Regions from separate parts of the Triticum aestivum genome. Here region 2 is linked to region 1. The links are chromatin contacts, called in public Hi-C maps. All regions are on one chromosome and are shown on one strand. The core of a region is the stretch at or near the end of the contact, and the rest is flanking DNA. Distances in the headings are between cores, read along the strand shown. Region 1 holds the start of LOC123181757. Region 2 overlaps LOC123181761 (phospholipase D zeta 1).

Evidence for each region. A called contact is a pair of places that touch in the nucleus more often than the background predicts.
Region 2: a Hi-C map of leaf shows a contact between it and region 1, with 6 times the contacts expected there. The contact joins the enhancer-like site here to the promoter of LOC123181757 in region 1. A contact is called at or near these places in 3 of 5 Hi-C or Micro-C datasets (all in leaf).

What each region holds. Positions count from the first base shown.
Region 1 is chr1D:320,310,629-320,313,640 of IWGSC CS RefSeq v2.1, forward strand. LOC123181757 reads left to right here and starts at 1,530. Exons shown (of 8, transcript XM_044594091.1): 1 at 1,530-1,917; 2 at 1,999-2,129. The coding sequence starts at 1,611.
Region 2 is chr1D:320,685,424-320,688,435 of IWGSC CS RefSeq v2.1, forward strand. It overlaps LOC123181761 (phospholipase D zeta 1), which reads right to left. Exons shown (of 20, transcript XM_044594095.1): 20 at 2,752-3,012. Among protein-coding and RNA genes, the nearest start is that of LOC123181761, 18 kb to the right of the region's middle. Within about 2 kb of position 1,473, at least 6 of the 8 cell types and tissues checked have an H3K27ac peak or open chromatin away from gene starts, as enhancers often do. A contact at or near this core is called in leaf, where this site is marked.

The DNA.
Region 1 (3,012 bases), core at 280-2,779:
CCAACCAATATTTAAAGGTTTTAGTTACCCTTCAATTAGGTTCATGTCATAGAGATGCGTTAGAGTTTGCCCTACACTGTTTGGATCCCTTTCTTATGCAATGTACATGAAAGATAACATAGTTGCCCACAATCAACCATACAATTGCCTAAATGCATCCATCGAGTTGCCCAATGCTCATGAACAGAAGCATCACCAGGACCATATTTCGACCAATATTTAAAGGTTTTAGATACCTTTCAAATAGGTTTGTGTCAACAACTCAAAGAAACTCAACTAAAAGTAACTTAGTACTGAATTATCCCCGTTCCGGGCGAGTGATGTGGTCTTGACCCAAGTAGGTATACTCATGAGGGACGTTTATAGTGACTCCGGTATGTGATAGCGTTATCTGACCTTGCCAGTGGCGCGGTCAATGACTAGTACGATGAGAAGGTCGCAATAGTTACCTCTATGGTCCGGACCGATGAAGAGTTGTGATATGATGTAGTAGAAGATGTACTCGTATGACGTACAAGTGGTTGCTAATCCCCGTTTCCTATGAACTTGCTTGATATAGACGCGGGCCAGGTGATGACGCGGTGCGCAACAGAGTGATGCCGTGGTTCCGAGGGGCGATGTTCACTTCATTTTTGAGGTAGTAGTGGTGGTCGTCGCAAGAGGTATGGGCAGTGTGCTGTAGTGATCATCGATTCATCGTAGAGGAGGTTGTGAGGGACACGATCTAGCATACGCCTCAAAAAGGAGGGACACGAGGGACGTAGTCTGGCATCGGGGCCGTTAGATTGGTCGGCCTGGCTCCCAGGCAACGGTGCCAATGAGCGATACGCTAGGTGACCAGACGGATCATTCGGCGAGGGGGCGTTCGGCACGGTACACTAGGCAGCAGGCGAACGAATCTGTTGATGAGGGTTTGGCGACCGGCGATGACACAACAAGCTAGGCAACACGAGCAGTTGCAGGTGTGTAAGAAAACGTAGCAAAGAAGCAAGTTAGCACACACGTGTGCTAGGCATCATTGAGCAGCTACTTTGCCATACACGTACTAGATGGCTTAGCTAGTGCCTGATGGATGGATGTGGATGGATGCATGCATGGCGGGTGAGGGTGCTGATTGTGACTCCTAGCAACGCGCGCATCACGCGGAGCAGTTCTGGCCGTTCTGTGAGGGAGGGTGCGCTCGAATCAACGAACCAGCGCAACGGCGCTCGGTAGCCGGGTCCTAGTTTAATTTACTGGTCAACAACACGATTGATTGCTCTTTTGACCACAATACAATTAAAGTTGTTCATGTACACGAGCATACACTCATTTCTATGAAGGCATGTACGTACATTCTACCCTTATAAGCACCTCTGAGAGACTGAACCAACATGGCATTTTGAGATTGATGAAGTGAGACGCCTCATAGTCGACACAAAAGTATCCTCTCACTAAACGAACATTGCCGAAAAGATTAAAATAATTTCGAAAAATACAAGCACCGATGCCTAAGTCTGAGACTTTAAACTGTGATGAGCTGACTATGCAATCACACCTCAATTGGAAAACCAACAAGCTGCCGTGGTGACTGTAAGCGAAGCACACGACTGCCTGTCCTTTCCCCAATAATGCGCGGCATCGCCTCCGCCGGAACGCTCCGCCCCGGGCCATCCGCAGCTGTCCGATCAAAATCCAACGCGGGAGACCGCCCCACCCTCCACCGACGACCCCTCATCCACCTCCGGCGATCGCCGGAACCCTCTCTGCCGTCCATCCGCCGCAGCCGCCGCCTCATGCCTCCTCTTACCGCGGCCTCCCGGGCCACCAGCAGCGGCGGCGACGCCTTCAGCGAGTTGGCCTCTGCCGCCGACTTCGCCGGCATCGCCTCTCCCGACGGCCTCATCTCCGTCATCGGCTTCGGCTCCCTTCTTTCCGGTTAGTTCCACCGCGCTCCCCGTCAGTAATAAACTCCGAGTCCAAACCATAGGCTCTAAGTTTCGAGGTCCCTGACGCCAGAGCGGAGCGCGAGGAGCACGTTCCCGGAGCTGGAGGGGTTCCGTGTGGCGGCGCTGCGAGGGTTCCGGCGCGTCTTCGCCCACGCCGCCCCCATCTTCTTCGAGCGCGGCATCGCCATTGAGGCCACTAAGGCAAGCATACTGTATGCATATCTTTATGATGCCCTTGTGGCCTTGTCAGTACTCGTGCTTCATCTTTGTGTACGCATAGTCCGTCTGGTTGCATTTCCTGTATAGTTCTGTTTGTGGCGTAGTGGTGTGTGACTCTACAAGGTGTGTAGTATTTCCAATTTTCCATAGGGACATGGATGGATTGCTCGGAGCTGTCATATGCAATTCTGCCTGAATGTTGTGATGTTTGGAATTCCTGGATGACCAAATAGTCAGGGTGATAGGGAATTGAGCTTCTCTGTGGTGTTCATTTTTCTGACATTCTTATAGGACACATTACATATTTCACCTCTTTCATAGCTGCGCTTGACTGTTGATTTTTGCTATGTTGAAAGATACAGAGGGAAAAGAGAAGTTCTCATTGTGGAGTTAGGGCATCTATCCAATCAAATAACCGCCACTGATATGAGCTAGATGCAATTTTGGAGATGACCGTATCACTTTTCTTTTTACAAACTTCTGAAAAAGATATTTTTTGCTTATCTTTAATATTGACTAATGCATGAAACTCGTTTTATATATAATTATTTACCTTTTATATTGACTAACATGTGATTTTTTTATATTGCTTAATGTTTCTCTTTTATATTCGTGGGATCAATTGACCATGTGAACGCAAACTACTTTTGATCCATTTGTGGAGTCCAAAAGGATGAAACCATCTCGCACTGAACAAAACTGAGGCATGGAAATATGTTTACGAATGTATAAGATAATTATTGTATTACTCTATTGCAAGCAGAAGAGGACTTTTGTTACTGCTTAAGCAGATTTTCTGAAGCATGGATACTCGTCTTTGCTGTCTATGGTAATAGAAGAAAGGAAAGTGTGGTGCTTTATTGAG
Region 2 (3,012 bases), core at 223-2,722, 370 kb after region 1:
CATGGCAGTACAATTGTCTGTGGTTTTCAGGTCACGGATCATGGATGGAGTTGGACCCTGGCCAGACAATCCTAATTGCCCCTTCAGCATCTGAAATGTTCATAGTGATCTTTTTGGTTTGTTTTCAAGCAAAAGTTTAGCTCCCTTAAAAAAGAAATGGTATAGTTCCCTCCTGTTGTTTTTACGTGCTTGTTTACTTTGTCCGCGTGCATATCAGCCTCTTATGTATGGCTTTAACGCACTAACCACCTCAGAAGAAGCAAAGTGCACCAGCTCATGAACCAAAGCGGTTTTGCATCCATGTCTATGTGCTCATCAGTGGAGTGTACGTACGACTTCTGGATTCCTATATTGGAATTAGTGGTCCTAGCCTCAGGCTCTAGAATCTTCCGTGTGCATGTCTATACGCCTAGCAGCGGACACCTTTGCTTGCAGTTGCAGCCTACGGGGGCGGCGCACCGAGGTCCGAGGGCTTTGTATGTGAGCTGGAAACCAACGGCAGCACGGCGCCGCTTGGCATCTAATGTCCGTACTCGCGATTCTCACCTTTATATATCTATTCTGGAACAAGTTGGGTCGAAATATCCAAAATATATGTAGTGTTCTGGCCGTCATCGAATGTACTCCCCCGTCCTATAATGTGACATTGTAGTGTCAAGAAACGTTTTACTAGTGTCAAGAAACGTCTTACATTATGAGATGAAGGGAGTGCTTGTTTGTTTCTTGCTCGTGATGCATGGAGCAGAGATGTATGGTTTTGTGCTGTATGATTTGCTTCGATCGGGATGTTCACGCATGTCTAATCTAATCATTTAGGCCCCGCAAAGAGAATGTCTAATCATTTAGGTTGCGTTTGAGAATCAAGTCGCCGGCAGGCAACGTGCACTCGTGCTCTCCTCGATCGGCCATCAGACGGGCTCCGGTCTCGAGAACTATGTGATTTTTAGTGTCAAAAAAGAGCTTGAGAAGTATGTGAAAATTTGCCAATTCTAGATTGAATGGCATTCGATTTGTGCGAACTACCATTGCCTTGGACTCTAAGAAAAACATCACACCGTGCGCATGCATGTACTGTACGAGAGAGCGTCGCTTGCGGTGCCCAGTGCAGCTACGATATGCGCAGTGCTTGGTGACTCGTACACGCGACACCGGAAACGGAGTAAATATCTGATCTGTGCAAGTACAGGAGAACACCGGAGACGGAGTGCTACGGAAAACTCCCATCTGATCTGTGCAAGTAGCTTCTGTGGGATAGTAGGGATCTGGATCCTAAGAAGGAAAAGCCAACAAGATGGCATGGATCCACGTCGACCAACACGCGTGAGCCCACAGCGCTGCGCCCACTATATCGTCAGAATGACTAGGCAAGAAATTAAAGGACACAGCCGATGAGGCATTGAGATGAGTGGTGGTATCATAGCACTGGGTCCCGTCCCGTTCAGAGGTGCCTAGCAATCAGATCTGGCCTACATGATCAGGACACCTAGCTAGACTGGTTGGTGCTTGGCTAAAAATAGGGCACGGAAGGAGGCGACACATTCTAGACATTTCCAGTTCCACAAGCATTGATTTTCTTTTTTCTTTTTCTTTTTTTCTTTTTTGTGGCGGAGATGCAAGTTTCAATATCGACACTGACTGCCAATGGATTTGCCGAACCAGGAAACAAATTTGAGATTCCAGTGAGTGCAAGCACGAGCACATGTTTTCCCACTAAGAATTCACTGGATGTGTTAACCCAAATTTAATCTGTAATACACCTGCAGCCTGCAGGAATGAATGCATGTCCACGGCTTTCCGAAAGGATCCTTGATTCGTTTTCATCAACTATGTATTCATTAACGTTTCGTCAATTTCACAACTACGACTTCAAAACATCAGATCATTGATGTAGCTTGATCGTGCCATAAGTGTTTTCATACAAGTGCTTTCCAAGCTTTGCCCACCGAGTAGGCTTGACAAGGCACTATTGCTCAACAATTACAAACTTAGCTCAACCGCCAAAGCAGTTAGATAAACAGTTACAAACCTAGCTCAATCGCCAAAGCAGTTAGATAAAAACTTATTTGGGTATCTGGTGAGGCGACCGTATATATACTATTGCAATTACCTACTCTCTCTGTCCGAAAATAAGTGTTTCAACTTTGTAACTCTATTACAAAGTTTTACTAAGGTTGAAACACTTATTTTGGGACGGAGGGAGTATAAAAAAAATGCAAAAGTATTATAACCTTATTACATTAGTTAAAAACGATCACGTACCCTGTGTTAGTTAAGTGCTGATGTAGCTACAAACCATTGATTATTAGAGTTGTGGGTTTGTTGGTCTTGCTGCAGGAAGCTACAAAGTTGGTTGTAGCTTGTGTTGGCTGGAGGGCATCTAGCCGACGAGCTAACTGCTAAAGTGGTTCCTTCGAGAGATGTCCAGGACTTCTGTGAGAAACCATGGGCGAAATATGGACGTAATCACACTCTATTAGGATATAGCTACATAGTATGGACGTAACCCTCGGCTGTTTCTTATTACCAGCTTCTGCCAAAACACATGCAATGACGTCTAATGATTACCGGTGAAGAGGTGCAGGGTACGTGCATCTTCATTCGTTATATCATTCATCTGGGTAAATACATCCTCATTCATAACATCACAGAAACACATCAGTTCAAGATGGGATGATTGTTCTGTCTAGAATGTACAGTAATTCTCGAGAAGATGAAACACAAGACAGCAAAGGTTTCAAAAGTCACACCGGAGAGATTAATAGTGCATACATTGCAAGGCCAACTAGAATGTACTTATTCTTCAAAAATAATTCATAATGTACAACCAAGACAGCTTTAAAGAAAGAGCCTATTCTCTGGACTGGAAAAGTGTCAACTGAACAGGGGCATTTCTCACCTAAAAAAACCAGAGCCGTCGAATGAACTAACTATATTCCTATATTCTTTGGTTGGAAAAAGAAGAATCTGAGCACGGGTAATTGCCCAAAAAGACAGAACTCCGGTGAATGGGGT